Regions from separate parts of the Mus musculus genome. Here all the other regions are linked to region 1. The links are chromatin contacts, called in public HiChIP or PLAC-seq maps. All regions are on one chromosome and are shown on one strand. Each heading gives the region's core, a stretch centred on a gene start, on an enhancer-like site or on the middle of the called end of the contact. The rest is flanking DNA. Distances are from core to core; before and after follow the strand shown. Region 1 has its middle 73 kb from the start of 1700061F12Rik. Region 2 overlaps Taf3 (TATA-box binding protein associated factor 3). Region 3 has its middle 89 kb from the start of Gm13218.

Region 1 (5,026 bases), core at 724-3,223:
AAGATCGTATTGATCTAAAGATTTGGGGACAAAGGAGTTTTCTGGATTATATCCTTGATTTATTGTCTTTGCCAGATTAATTCTTCTTTGTCCAGAGCACCACCGGAACACGGGATGGATGAGTCACCTGTATTTACATATGCCTCTCCTCACTTCAATCAATGCTCCTCCATACCATAGCAAGAACTCACAGTCAGGCGAGAAAAATTGAGTAAAATAGCCACTGGCAGGACTGGTGAGATGACCAGAAGAGTCCCTTCCCTAGATCCTCTGTTTAAAAAAGAAAAGCCAGGTAAGGAAACCGGTGATCATGACTCCAGTGCTGACCCTGTCTGCAATAAGATGTAAACAAATAAACAAACAAACAAATGGAAAGAAAGAAGAAATAGAACAGGGTTGTTACCCTTGAGGCAGAATACTGAAGTTGTCCTATGGCCCACTACCACGTACACAGATGTTCATAAATATGGGCATGCATGTGTGTAAACACACACACACACACACACACACACACACACACACACACACACACACACGACCAGCATCAAGGAATGATGTTTTTCCCCTCACGTATTTTCCTTAGCTGGAGCATCTGGGACATCCTAGAGGTGATGACATTTCGAAAAGCAAGGGAACAACTAATCCCCCCCCCCTCCTGTTGACCCTCTCAAGTGTTAGTTTGCACACGTGATCAATTGCTTACAAGTCCCTCATAGCTATAACCTAATCTAGAATTTAGGTATCAATTTAGGCTTATAGATATCAAAGTACAAGATAAATCTCTTCTAACACTACTTAAATCAGAGATCACTTAAGGTAGAGTTCAACATAAGGGCCTAATGCAGTGAATTGTCTCATGGGCCACCATGTGTATAGTAGAGTGTATACATTCAAGACGTCCATAAAAAGCAGTCTGTCTAGGTTGTTTCCTAGTGCAGATAGGAAAAGAAGGAAGGTTCTTCCTAATAAGTGAGTCTCTGGACTGGTAAGCCAGGGAACTGATGGATTAGATCATTAGGTAAAATGCCTCTATAAGTAAGATTTGCCAAGTTTCTAATGTTACTAATCTTTAGAGCACCGTAAAACTTGCAGTGGATTTACACGGAGCAATTATTTTGAGTACAGGGAAGAAAACCTCATTACTCAGAGTTATTACTAATAATCACCATCATTACTGGCAAGAGGGCAGTAATATGGCGAGTTATACTAGGTTAGTACCAGAGAGAGAAAACAGAAAAACCCTCCCCTGAGGGCCTGTAGTCAGTGAGCAATTTGCATAGACAGCTTGCAATAATGAGCTGTCTGTTAGAAGGTCCGGGGCTCCTGTGTTACTACTCTTCAAAGGGGAGAATTCCCTGTGAATTTAACTGTTGCTCCTTGAACAACCTCTGAAGTGTGGATGCAGTCGCTGCCTTTATTGTTAAGGTTGCTTAACTTCAATGCAAGTTCATCCTCAGATCAGTATGGAAATATTTTACAGTATATTTAATGGAAACACATTGCTGAAAGAGAAATGTAACACATGAGTTGGCTTTGCTTATAAACATACAAACCTCATCGTTTTCCAGACAACTGCATACTAGGCAAATCTTAATGTGAATAGATGCACAAATAAGAACTTCTTTCTGAGAACAACCTGTCTAAAGAAAGGTTGTACTCACATTTAAAAAAAAAAAAGATTTTCCCTGTGATTTGATAGCATTATCTAATGTGAAAGAAATGGACTTGTATTGCACACTGTCAATAGATGATACAGTCTATTCAAACGGCAATGAAAGTATATTTTTCTGTGGAAACAGTTTTGCCACTGATTAAGGTTTGATAGAGTCATTTATCATGGTGGTGGGGAGTTCTAGTTTTCTTGAATAAACTGAAATTTTAACCTCAAAGGATTTTACACACGGTCAGAGAGTAATGGCTCCCATGTAAGGAGACTACAGTTTTGACATGGTAGTGTGTGCATGGTTATTTGAAAGAAAAGTAATGTACTCAATGCAAAGATGCTGAACTGTGATTAAAACCACCAAAGGCAAGCAGGTTCTCTGCACATGATAAACATCTTTGTAAGCATCCTAAGAGAACAAATGTCTACGTCAGAAAGATGGCTTTGATAACATACAAACATGAGCTAAAACCAATTTGTGGGTTAATTTCAAAGAATTGTGCTGTAAACTGAAAGAATTATCTAAAATCTCTTACTTCTTTGTTAGTACGTTTAGAAATACTGATGGCAATACAGTTGCTCCATAAAAAATGTATGTAAGTAAGGTTTTTGGCATTGTATATATGTACATATGTATATATGTATGTATGTGGATATATGTGCATGTTATTCATGGATATTTGGATTCTCTCCTGTTGAGACTGGCATTTATAGACAGATAATCAGATATTTAGAGCAATAAAGAAATGTGTATTATATAAAATCCATACTTCTAGAAAGACTTTCAAAAATCAAGTTTAATAGTATAAACTATGAGATGAGAAATTTTCATTACATTTTCCTTCACAGATATAATATCGACAGATAAACACCTACTGTGTCTCTTTTCTTTTGGATTTTCATTGTTGATAGTAAACATCGATTAATGATATTATCACTGGTAATGATATTAGTAATCTACTCCCCTGTGTTTATAATACTGTTGGTACTATGATGTCTATGGACCTTCCATTATTTGCATTGTTTTAGAATATTCATGTAGATTTCTCTGTTAAAATATATTAGCATAGCTTAGTATCTTTTAGAGAGGTAATGGTTGCCTTCCTGTTTTATAGTTTTTATGAAGCAAAGCATTCATTTAATTTCCGTTAGATACTGCTTAAGACACTGTTCTCATAAGTGTATTTAAAAAGTAAGTTGATACTACACACGTGTAAGTACTGGACAGATAAGAAACACAACCATTCCCTGACATCACTGGTCTCTAGCAAGAACTTTCTTAAGTAAGATCACCTCCCAGGAAGGAGGGGAGAAAATATTTGCAAGAATGCCATGCTGGACTTGGCTATAGGTAGGCCTTAGAAACACCTCCAGCTTGTTCCTGGGAACTTGCTGTCTGATCAGTAACTTCTTAGTAAACTCCATCAAAATAGGAACGTGGACTGTTTGGATCAACTTTAGTTCTCTACTCTTCCTTTTTCTATTAATGTGATGATTTCAAGATATTAAAAGTCAGAGAATCAGTCCAAGACTTCTAATGCCTTGTAAAAAAAAAAAAAAAAAAAAAAAAAAGCAAAAATAAAGTGACATCCAGCCTTATGCTTTATCCAGTCATGTTTCATTTCTTAGAAATATCTAGCTTCTAGTTCTTCTAAAAATTAAATGAAATATTATTTATAGTTTGTGTGTGTGTGTGTGTGTAACAGAGAGAGAGAGAGACAGAGAGAGAGAGAGACAGAGACAGAGAGACAGAGACAGAGAGACAGAGACAGAGAGAGAGACAGAGAGAGAGACAGAGAGAGAGACAGAGAGAGAGACAGAGAGAGAGACAGAGAGAGAGAGACAGAGAGAGAGAGAGAGACAGAGAGAGAGGGAGAGAGAGACAGAGAGAGACACAGAGAGAGAGAGGTTAGGAAGAACTTAATTCCTGAGTTTGGGCAGTTCATACAGGGCACATTATCTAAACTGTAACGCATGAAATTTGGCAATGTTGGTCTATAATAACTAAATACATAAATTGTGTTAAACTAGATTCAATGTTATTGGATCCTAGTGTTCATGTAGTGTACCCATAAGCTAAGAAACTTTAGAAGAAAAAAATCTGAAAATGTGAGAATTATATCTGTTATCATTTTTTTAAGTAGGTGGGAGGTATTAGCTCTTTGATTGGCAGGTTGTCTTGGTCCACTATGTAGAATGCAGATATTATTTTATAGCAGAGACAGAGGAGTCCTGAGATAGGAACGAGTGAAATGACATGCATAAAAATCAATTTTCTACTATTATTAGTTTTTATGGAAACGATGTCATAGAGTTTGAACTATAAGCGATGTACACAATTGTGGTAATTGACATTTCTTCAGTTGCTATGCATCCCCATAGTCACTACTTTTTTTCAGCGTCAGTGAACAGTTTGGACTTGACTGGGATTAGTTACGTATGTACAAAAGATAAGAACTTGAATTCTTTTCCCTTTCTCCCTGTTGCACTGGGGTTTAACTCAGATAATCGTGTTTAGAAAGCTTGTGATTTTGCCACTGGCTATTGCCATGGACTACTACAAAATTGAAAATCTGTAGGGAAAAGTATGTCAGATGTGGATAGCCATGCTTGCACATAATAAACAAAATGTCTAAGTCCAGTTGGAATTCTATTTTCTTGAGGCTGTGTTGCTCAAAGTAGGTTTCTAGAATGTACAAAAAATATGTTTTTAACAAAGTACACAGACAACTTGATAATTGTAAAGTTAAACGTTGTAATAATCATGAGAGTGAAATAATTGCTATATGGACATATGGCATAGCAAAACTAAAATTATCAATGGAAATAAATTGGTATTGTTTTATACCTACTTATTAAAGAATAGATTTATTACCTCATCTTTTTCTGTTGATTTTCATTAGAGTCTAAAAGTTTTAAGGATCTAAAGTCCCCTTCATGTGAATGGTTATATTTAAGATATGGCCTTGTTTTACTTCTCTATATTACACACACACACACACACACACACACACGATATTTAAAGGTAATATATACATTTATAAATATAAATTTTTAAATAAGTAATACATCTTTAATAGGAATTAAGACATTTAAAACCAAGAATGGAAAATGGCATGCTTTTCTTCCAACCACATGAAGTTAAAGACATTCCCAGTTTTGCCTGCCTTATCTTTATTTTTTCAGAGCTCATAATTATCTTTTGGGATATTCCTGGAGACTTTGAAAAGATTCTACAAAGAACAAGGTGGAACATCAAGATTGGGTTTTCTGACAGCAGAGATGACTCAGACTTTAAAAGCTAGGCTCAACCCCAAAAACACAAGATTGGGTTGTTCTGTCTTCATTTGTCCTGTTTTAGAT
Region 2 (5,026 bases), core at 1,291-3,790, 900 kb before region 1:
AGGTCCTCTGCAAGAGCAGCAAGGACTTCTCAGCTCCCAGCACCGCCCCAGCCCCTGGGAGTCTTCCTGTTTTATGTCTTCCAAACCATGGAACAATAAATGTGATTACTCATGGTCACTGTAGAGACTGGACTTCACTCTAACATTTTCTTTAAAGCAATGATTCTTGAAGTTTTAAATGATTTTATAATCTATGATATGTTTAAAAAAACCAAACATGAGTTTACTATCTTTCAAAGTAATTGGTAATTCAGGAACAGGAGACGGCGGTCTAGTCTTCCCATTTCCAGCTCTGTGCTTAGGTGGTGCAGTGAATGCGCACTGTTGCCCTAGGAATTTTAAACGTAGTGGAAAGCACACCGGCTTAATGTCTTGCCAGACAATGTGTGCTGCTCATTCATTCACCATGGTTTTAGCATCATTATTGGATGATGTCATATCTTTTCTAAACTAGAGTTTTAGTCATTGGTATGATTAAAAAGTAAGAGGTACGTAAAATCTACTGAAAAACAGGAAACAGGAGTGGCTGGTCCAATTAGCAACGTTTTAAATATTTGCACATATGTCGTTTAAACAGTGATCAACTCTTATTACATGAATTCTGAATTGTTAGTCTATAACTACTTAACCAATAGAATCACTTTTGTGGCCTGAGACAGTAAGGGCACTGTGAACTGAAAAGCTTCACTACCACTTGGTTTCCTCAGTAAGTGGTAATAGCATCCTCAACAGGAACATTTAGGTGTTGGGGAGCAAAATGAGATCTTCCATAACAAACATAAGGGTTTAGGCTGAGATTGCTGTCAGTCATAGATTCTGGGAGTCTTTGAACTATGCATATTTATTAAGCCTTAGTTTAAGAAAATCTATGTTTAGTGAGCTTTATTTAAGAAGTTCTACTTTAGAACTGTTTTAGAATTCTTTACAGTAGCAAACATAGAAGCCATATAACTCTCAAGATTCCACCCTTTAGAAAGGATTTTTTCCTTTGTTGAGGACCCAGGTTTTATGTACCAGGTAGACAATGCCAGATTCAGTGTTTGTTCATCGAGATAGATAGGGTCTCTCTATGACACCCTGGCTGTCCTGGAGCTCTCTGGGCAGACCAAGCTGGCCTCAAACACACAGAGATCCTCCTGCCTTTGCCTCTGCTGGGATTAGAGGCCTGTGCCACTATGCCTGGCAGATTTAGTATTTTAAATGTGCAGGGTCATACACACACACACACACACACACACACACACACACACACACACACACGCACACAGTCTGTCTTGAAACCAGCCTTACAGCTTTAGGGCCAAGGCCAAGGCTCTCCTGTGGGTTACATTGCTCCCAAGTCATAACCACTGCTGCCCTCCAAAAGTAACAGAGTAGCTACACTTGCTGTTTAAAGCTTTATGTGCTCTTACATAAAGTGGTTTTTGTTGCCTGTCCCAATAGTTCTTAAGTGTGTAGCTCTCATATTGCTTAGTGTGGAGGTTAGCAGAATGGTCAGTCTTGTGCATTCTGAACTAGTAAGCTCAAACATCCTTAATGGGAATAAAGCCTGCCAGCCTTTGTCTATGTGGGTCTCAGCTGCAGGCCCTTTAGCAGCAGGAGCCTTGTCATATTTGGTCTGTGTTCCCAGACAGCACCATGGACATGGGCTTCTTGCTATGTCAGGATGCTGCAGGCTAACTGTGTGTGCTCCTGACTTAGATCTACAGTTGTCCACTTCTCAGAACAGTCTTGGCTTTTATAAAGCTTCTATGGGGAGAGATGTCTGTGTTGGGGGTTATTCTTTTCCTTTACCACCTCATAGACACCCCAGTACTGCCTATAAAGATCCACTGTTTCTGTAAGAAGTCAGGTGTCTTTGGAGTGATATGTCATGGGTCTAAATATTGATATTGTTTTGTGAGATGGGTATCTTTCTTTTTTAATTTCAAGACTGTATTTGGTTTTCAGCAGTTCAACTGTGGTTTCATCCTTTTATGCTTGAGAAGTGTACTTTTTCTTCTCTAGTCTGTCATCTTTGTGAGACCTCAGCTAAACATATGTTAAACTTCACTTTTTAAGATTTATTTTTAACTATGTATATGTGTCTGTGCAGCCATATGTGCACATGAGTGCAGGTGCCTGTGCAGGCCAACGGCTTCAGATCTCCTGAACCTGGAGTCATGGACAGTTGTGAGGCACACGATGTGGTTTCTAGAACCAAACCCAGCTTCTCTGCAAGAGCAGTACACACTCTTACCTGTTGAAGCGCCTCGGCAGCCCCAGGGTTAGACTCGTGCTTTGTTTGCTTTGAGACAGCGAGAACCTGAGACAGGAGAACCTCTTTTGGTTGTCTGAGTTGGACTCTGACTGCCTTTTTTCTTTGGCAGGCTTTGTTAGCATTTCTCCCTATAACTACTAAGTCCTAGTTATGCTCCTGGCATTAATGTTAGTCTATAGAAGAGTCTGAGTTTTGTTGCACTTTACTGATGAGTGTTGATTTTGCTTCTGTTGGTTGCTTATGGCAGCAGGAAGTTAGTTTGGCTGAACTCAGACTGGCAGCTGTGCGTCCCAGGCTGAGCAGCAGCTGAAGTCTGTTGCTTCGGCGTCACTGTGGGTGCTCCTCTTACTACTTCTGAGGTAGGTTATCATAATGTAGTGCAGACTGGCCTTCTGGCCATGGTTGTCAGATCTCAGCTCCTGGACTTTGGGGTTGCAGGTGTGTCACACCTGGCGCTTGCTTGGGATCCTGCCTTTTTAGCCTTGATTGACATATACCTGGTATGGAATAAATCCCATGTGTTTCAAGTCTGCATTTTGATAAGTTTTGAGATGTGTCAGTACTTCTGAAACCATTTTCACAGACAAATGAGAAAATATCCACCTCCCCAGGAGTCTCATCTCCCCTCTCCCCAGTTCTGTCTCCAGATAATCGCTGGCCTGTTTCCATCATAGAAAATGTCTTTTGTTTCTTCCCACTCACTCAATTATATTGAGATTCATCCATATCATTGCTAATTTCTATACTCCGGCCTTTATTGAGGAGTAGCAATTATATATATATATATATATATATATATATATATATACACACATACATATACACACACCATAGCTTATTTACCCACTCACCTGTTAATGGACATTCCAGTTGTCTCTTGTTTTACAGTTTCTGATAAAGTTACAGTGAGCATTTGTGCTTTCATTTATCTCAGATAAATACCCAGGGAAGGCTGAGAGAGATAAACTTTTTAATCTCTGATCTTGGGATCAGATATTGTCTATGAAAATGCAGAGAGCTCTGCAGGCCCACTTCTTAGCTTACGAGTAGGCCAGCTCTTTAGGCTCATTGTAGCTTTGCCATGAGGCCCTTGTCTTTCCACATCAGTCTTTGGTCAGGCTCCTGACTTGTGCAGAAAAGACTGTAGGGAGTTTGGGGACTGCATAGAGTCTCTAGGTCACTTTGGAGGAATTCCTGTTGTGGCACTGTTGAACCTTCCAGTTCATGAGCATGATTTAGTTCTTCCTTCCTAACTCACTTGGTTTTCCTTAGCATTGTGCAGTAGTTTTCAGTGTGCCTCTTATGCATAATTTATTAACTTACCCATACATATTTTATATTTAATGCTACATGACCTGGGTTTTATTTAATTATGTACTTGGCTTAAGAGCCAATTTAAGTTCAAAAAGCAAAATTGATCTGAACATACAGAAAGTTTGGCATGCCCACTGTATCTCCATCCACAGCCCCTGCCACGGACACACTAACTGAGGGTGTACTGAGGAGCACACTGTCAGCTTGCTATTGCTCCAGCTCTGCTCTTTACTTAGGGCTCACCCTTGCTCTGCAGGTTTTCTATTTTGACAAAACATAATACCACCATAATTGTTTAAATCAGAATTTATATGTAGAGGCCAGGATGCCCCACTCCTGGTCCACTCTCTCCCACTCCCCGTCTATCTCCTTTGTAGAGTTTGGTTGTCAGTCTCAGGCTCCATCCTGAGTCCACAGGAGAGTAGCAGTGCAGGTTTTTCTTTATGTCCAGGGACTTCACAAAGCCCAGGTCAGAGTCTGCCCTTAGACGGAAGGCCCAAAAGATGAGCTTCTCCTCAGTGCTGACCTCTCTTCTCAACTGTAACTGTCTTTCAAGTCTGCTTGCTCTTCCTTGCTTTCTAGAACCTTCACATACTTGTTTTCATTGTTTTATCCAAAGTTCCTATCTATTACCCAAGGAAGGCTCTCTCTGATATTAAATTTACACTTTGTAGAAACTAGACTCTGACAAGTTTTCAGACTTGTGTTTCAGGACCCTACCTACTCTGGTCCTGGGCCACTGATGGCCACTGGTTTAAGCCTTGTTTCTAAGCCTGTTCCCCTGGCATATAACTTACCCTTTTAGCTCTTTAAATAATCAAAGGAGTTTGTTGTTTGTTTTCCCTTTCTGGAAGTCTAAAGAGTTCATCAGAATATCTTGGTATCAGTTGCTCAGAGCTGCACTGTGTGGCAGTGTCCTTTAGGGATAGGTGGTTCACCTTGCATCGGATTGACTGCTCTTGGTTTGGCTTACTTTGGGCTCCTGCTTTCCACCACGCTGGGGCCTTCTTGCTTTTCTTCACTATTTGTCACCTCATGGGATTCTCATGACTCTGAGGCTTAGACTTTTACTTCTTTTTGCCCTCTGTATTGCAGACCTGACCTTTATGTGCTGTTGTGTTACTTTGTAGTTGAGTCTTTGTTTCCAGAGTATCTGCTTTGTTCATTTTTTAGACTTACTTATTTTATGTTTATGAGTGTTTTGCCTGTATATATGTATGTGTGCCATGTGCCCAGAGAGGTCAGAGGAGGATCTCAGAACTCATGCAACTTAAGTCGCCATGTGGGTGCTGGAAACAGAACAAGCACTTTTAACCTCCCAGCCAGCTTTCCAGCCCCTCGTTGTAGATTTTTTTAAAATATCACTTTTTTAAAAAAAATATCATTTTGTGCATGTTTAAATTTAGAGATTTCAGATGTGATCCTTTAAGAAAAAAGGTAGATAATTAGGAG
Region 3 (5,026 bases), core at 1,798-4,297, 560 kb before region 1:
ATTCAGACACAACTAATCTAGGCCTATCTGGGGCTCTCCTGGGGTGGAAGTCATAGGCTGTCAAGAGGTGAAAGAAGTTATCACAGAAACCACAGTAGCTGGGGAGGACTATTTTGTTTTCAGATAGGAGAGTTTAAGCAGGCACAGGTGGAAATATGTGAGGTATGTTGTCACTGGTAAGCCCTGAGGTTAAGTCCAAATTGAATAACTCAAAGTGAGTTTACTGCCCCAAATGGAGTGGTGCCACCCTTCACACACACACACACACACACACACACACACACACACACACACACACACACACACACACAAACACACATATACACATACACACACACACACACACACACACACACACACACACACACACACACATGTGGAGAGACCAGAGAGGTCCTCTGGTAGCATGTCCTAGGCACCATTCACCTTCTCTGTTGAGACAGTGTCTCTTGCTGAGCTGCAAGTTGCCAAGTAGGAGGCTGCAGCAACCACAGGGAATCAGCCTGTCTCCATCTCCCAAGTACCAGGACTTCACGTGTGTCACCACACCAGATCTCATTCCTACTCCTATTAGTTTTTAATGTGGGTTTCGGGGCTTGAACGCAGGTCTTCTGACTGGGCTGTCTCTCTAGTTTTAGACTGACATGTTTTCTGGGGAGATCTTTAGTGGGTGAAATATAGGTTGGTGATGCAGGGGGCTTTCCTATGAGGTCAGAGACAAGCATGTCCCCAGGATGGGCCTCAAGGAGCATATCTCCCAATGGTGTCTCTCCCTTTGCTTTCTCCACTGTTTCCTCCAGCAAATTCACAGTCTAGACTCAGCCCACTCAGAGGGCTTTATTGCTCAGTTTAAGGTAAATTCCTGTCCAAGGCTGGTTTCTGTGGTGTGCATGGGGGACCACAGGCATTTCTGTAGCTTGATCTTTGGGGAGTCGGGTTAAATACCACTTCAAGTATTCTGAATTGCTCCACCCTGAGCAATATAGTCTCTTTTGTTCTTTATCCCTTATTTCTGGCCCAGAAAAGCAATAAAGCACATATGTTTTTAGTTCCTGGTGCTGAGATCTTACAGTATTTAGAGTAGACATCTGATGTTTTCTGCTGAATGCTCTAATGCCTACACAATGAGAGTCATTGTGCGCCATTTGTTCAAGGATAACTTACCTTGTCAATGCGTTCCTTGGGGGAAAAGGATGTCACAGAATTCTGGACTTGGGAAGTGAACATCCCAGGTGACTTGTTCTTTACCTAATATGGAATGAGAGACAGTGAGTTCAAGAGAGCAGATTTCTCAGCAGGAAGCAATTCAGAAGACTAGAAGTGACACCAAACCTGATTTCCCAAAGTATCTGGCAGATAGGCAAACCATCACTGGCACCAAGCTCTCCCAAGTTTCCTCATATTTCCTGTTACCCCTCTGCCTCCTCTTGTCTTACCAAATTCTACATAACCAAGGGCCTGTTGCCTTTGTCTGTCTTTCTCTTTCTTTCTTTCTTTCTTTCTTTCTTTCTTTCTTTCTTTCTTTCTTTCTTTCTTTCTTTCTTTCTTTCTTTCTCTCCCTCTCTTCCTCTTTCTTTGTTTTGTTTTCTTTCTTTCTCTCTCTTTCCTTCTTTCTTTCTTTCTCTCCCTCTTTCTTTGTTTTGCTTTCTCTCTCTCTCTTTCTTTCTCTCTCTCTCTCTTTCTTTCTTTCTTCTGTTTTCTTTCTTTCTCTCTCTTTCTTCCTTTCTTTCCCTCCCTCCCTCCCTCCCTCCCTCCCTCCCTCCCTCCCTCCCTCCCTTCCTTCCTTCCTTTCTGGAGTCTTGTAAACTAGTATTGTATTCTTTTGTCTGACTTTGTTCAGGTTTAGTGTTTTTTGCACTCTATCTGGGTGGCGCAACCAACTCTTTGCTGTTTAGAAATGATCCATTGCACAGGCATACCACTACCTTTTCATCTGTCCACTTTTGCATGGACGCCTGAGGACATCCCAGATATTAGCTGTTATGAATATACTGAACGTGAACATCCATGCCCACATCATCATTCAGGTACTTTCATCTGAGTAAATGCTCCTTTTATTTTGTACTACTCTGCATTTAGGAAGGGTTTCTTAGTTTTTTTAGAGTGGGGGCAAAGAGGGGGAAGCATCCGACAATCTAGCTTGCTGACTGTCCACAGGGTAATGAAATTATGGCTTGGATTGAATGCAAACCCACTATCAGGATCTGTGATATCTGTTTCCAGCAACTCGGCTACTCCTCAGCCTTCCCGTTGGCTTCTCTTTAGGAGGTATGCATGGCAGTCATTTCTGCCAGGAGGAATAGTCACGGTATGCAGTGAATGCCCCTAAAACTTCTCTGAAGTAAACCATCACTCTCCAGGAGAAGATTTTATTGGAAAAGGAGCCAATTGCTGCCTCATTCAGGACTGGGACTTTGACGTGGTTGGAGTTTTCAGGCCCAGGCCAATTGTTTAACATCCCCAATTCCACAAAGAACATTAGAATTTTGACAGCAGAAAAAAGTAGAAAAGGCAGGTTGTAATTCAACTGAAAATATATTTTCCCTGGGTGACAGAGTATGGAGTTCTTCATTTTCTCACGTGAACAGATAGTTGTGACACTTAGCTTTGCACTCGGTGCTGTATAAATCAGCTCTTAAGAAGCAACAATACCCTTGCTATTGCTCATTTCTCTCTCTGAGCTCTGCTGAGATACACAGCTCTGCTCAGACAACCCTGCTGGGGCACTGCTGCAGGACTGACTCTGGGTGCCCAATGAGAACTCTCCCGTCACCTTCTACATGGTGGATGAGGTTGCAGGAGACACACCAGGTCATCTTGGGAGCCCAGCTTGGACCTGACAAAGGCTCTCTAAGTACTTACAAGAGACTACTGCTCCTCCGTCCTGGACAGGAAGCACAGAAGACGAAGTCAGCTGATGCCCTGTGCTTTTCAAGGAAAGGAAGAAAGGAGTTGAGTTCTTCTGCCAACCCGGAAGCAGCGTTTTGACTGAGCTCTTGATTCTGAGGGGGCACAGGAAGCGGATTTTAGATAAAGAAGAAACGTTTCTCCAGGCTTGCAGGCAGGAAATGGGTTTTGGTCCTGGGATTCCTCTTTTGAGCATGTGGGTGTCATGACTTCCTCTCTCTCTCTCTCTCTCTCTCTCTCTCTCTCTCTCTCTCTGTCTGTCTCTCTCTCTGTCTCTCTGTCTCTCTCTCAAGTTTTAACATTGAGAAAACAGATCTACTATTGCCCTGTTTTAGATTTGTTTTGGGGAGATTCCAATATAGGAATCAAAATTAGACTTGGTTTGTTGGGTCTTGGGAAGCATAGTCCTGACGCCACGGTTTCTGTTTACACAATGCAGAATGCTTTTTCCCAGGAGGAGATTGACACTGTCAGGCTGCCCAATTTACAGGTCAGGTCTCACCAGCTGCTAAAATAAACATTATGGTTTGACAGGCGTGGCATTTTTTTTTTTTTGGTTTAAATAATATTTCCATAAAGAAAGGGAAAAGGGATAGAGACCAAACCACCATACTTTATCAGTAGTATTATATAATTTTTTCTCTTTTTAATTTTATAAAAATCACTGGGTTATGTGCTTTTTCCAGCTTTTGATTTCTCTGTTTTGTAAAGGGCAAAATAATTCCACCTAATTATTATTATCATTACTATTTTATTTTGTTATTTGTCTATATGCGTGTGTATACAGTGTGGTGTGTGCATGCACAGAATGGCTGGCCATCAGAGGACAGTCTTGAATATGGGCGCGTAGGTATCTGAACTTTTCTTTGGGGAGGGTTTTTCATTGACCTAGAACTTCACCACATAGGCTAGGCTAGCTGGCCTGGAAACTTCCAGAGATCCTCTTGTTTCTGTCTTTCTTCTCACCATTTTTTTGGGGGGGGGTGTAGGTATGCACCAGCTTTTTCTTTTCTTTTCTTTTTTAATATTTTATTTTATTTTATTTTTATTAGGTGTTTTCTTCATTTACGTTTCCAGTGCTATCCCCAAAGTCCCCCATACCCTCCCCCACCCACTCCCCTACCCACCCACTCCCACTTCTTGGTCTGGGCATTCTCCTATACTGAGGCATATAAAGTTTGCATGACCAATGGGCCTCTTTCCACTGATGGCCGACTAGGCCATCTTCTGATATATATGCAGCTAGAGACACAAGCTCCGGGGGGTACTGGGTAGTTCATATTGTTGTTCCACCTATAGGGTTGCAGATCACTTTAGCTCCTTGGGTACTTTCTCTAGCTCCTCCCTTGGGGGCCCTGTGATCCATCCAATAGCTAACTGTGAGCATCCACTTATGTGTTTGCTAGGCCACGGCATATCCTCAAAAGAGACAGCTATATCAGGGTCCTTTCAGCAAAATCTTGCTAGTGTATGTAGTGGTGTCAGCGTTTGGAGGCTGATTATGGGATGGATCTCCGGATATGGCAGTCTCTAGATGGTCCATCTTTTCATCTCAGCTCCAAACTTTGTCTCTGTAACTCCTTCTATGGGTGTTTTGTCCACACTTTGGTCTTCGTTCTTTAGTTTCATGAGTTTCACAAATTGTATCTTATATCTTGGGTATTCTAAGTATCTGGGCTAATATCCACTTATCAGTGAGTACATATTGTGTGAGTTCTTTTGTGATTGGGTTACCTCACTCAGGATGATGCCCTCAAGGTCCATCCATTTGCCTAGGAATTTCATAAATTCATTCTTTTTAATAGCTGAGTAGTACTCCATTGTGTAAATGTACCATATTTTCTGTATCCATTCTTCTGTTGAGGGGCATCTGGGTTCTTTCCAGCTTCTGTCTATTATAAATAAGGCTGCTATGAACATAGTGGAGCATGTGTCTGTCTTACCAGTTGGAACATCTTCTGGATATATGCCCAGAAGAGGTATTGAGGGATCCTCCGGTAGTATTATGTCCAATTTTCTGAGGAACCACCAGACTGATTTCCAGAGTGGTTGTAGAAGCTTGCAATCCCACCAACAATGGAGGAGTGTTCCTCTTTCTCCACATCCTAGCCAGCACCTG

What was found. HiChIP or PLAC-seq counts read pairs in DNA pulled down with a chosen protein or histone mark.
Region 2: a contact with region 1 is called in an H3K27ac HiChIP or PLAC-seq map of T-cell acute lymphoblastic leukemia, with 5 times the contacts expected there. The contact joins two enhancer-like sites. A contact is called at or near these places in 1 of 484 Hi-C or Micro-C datasets (Th2 cells) and 2 of 115 datasets of contacts at active chromatin or transcription factors (T-cell acute lymphoblastic leukemia and astrocytes).
Region 3: an H3K27ac HiChIP or PLAC-seq map of thymic regulatory T cells shows a contact between it and region 1, with 3 times the contacts expected there. The contact joins two enhancer-like sites. A contact is called at or near these places in 2 of 115 datasets of contacts at active chromatin or transcription factors (regulatory T cell precursor and thymic regulatory T cells).

Annotation. Positions count from the first base shown.
Region 1 is chr2:9,113,943-9,118,968 of GRCm38.p6, reverse strand. No RefSeq gene overlaps it. Among named protein-coding and RNA genes, the nearest start is that of 1700061F12Rik, 73 kb to the left of the region's middle. Within about 2 kb of position 1,973, at least 7 of the 459 cell types and tissues checked have an H3K27ac peak or open chromatin away from gene starts, as enhancers often do. A contact at or near this core is called in T-cell acute lymphoblastic leukemia, Th2 cells, regulatory T cell precursor and 1 more, where this site is marked.
Region 2 is chr2:10,012,670-10,017,695 of GRCm38.p6, reverse strand. All of the region lies in intron 2 of Taf3 (TATA-box binding protein associated factor 3), which reads left to right. Among named protein-coding and RNA genes, the nearest start is that of Taf3, 33 kb to the left of the region's middle. Within about 2 kb of position 2,540, at least 28 of the 459 cell types and tissues checked have an H3K27ac peak or open chromatin away from gene starts, as enhancers often do. A contact at or near this core is called in T-cell acute lymphoblastic leukemia and Th2 cells, where this site is marked.
Region 3 is chr2:9,679,777-9,684,802 of GRCm38.p6, reverse strand. No RefSeq gene overlaps it. Among named protein-coding and RNA genes, the nearest start is that of Gm13218, 89 kb to the right of the region's middle. Within about 2 kb of position 3,047, at least 47 of the 459 cell types and tissues checked have an H3K27ac peak or open chromatin away from gene starts, as enhancers often do. A contact at or near this core is called in regulatory T cell precursor and thymic regulatory T cells, where this site is marked.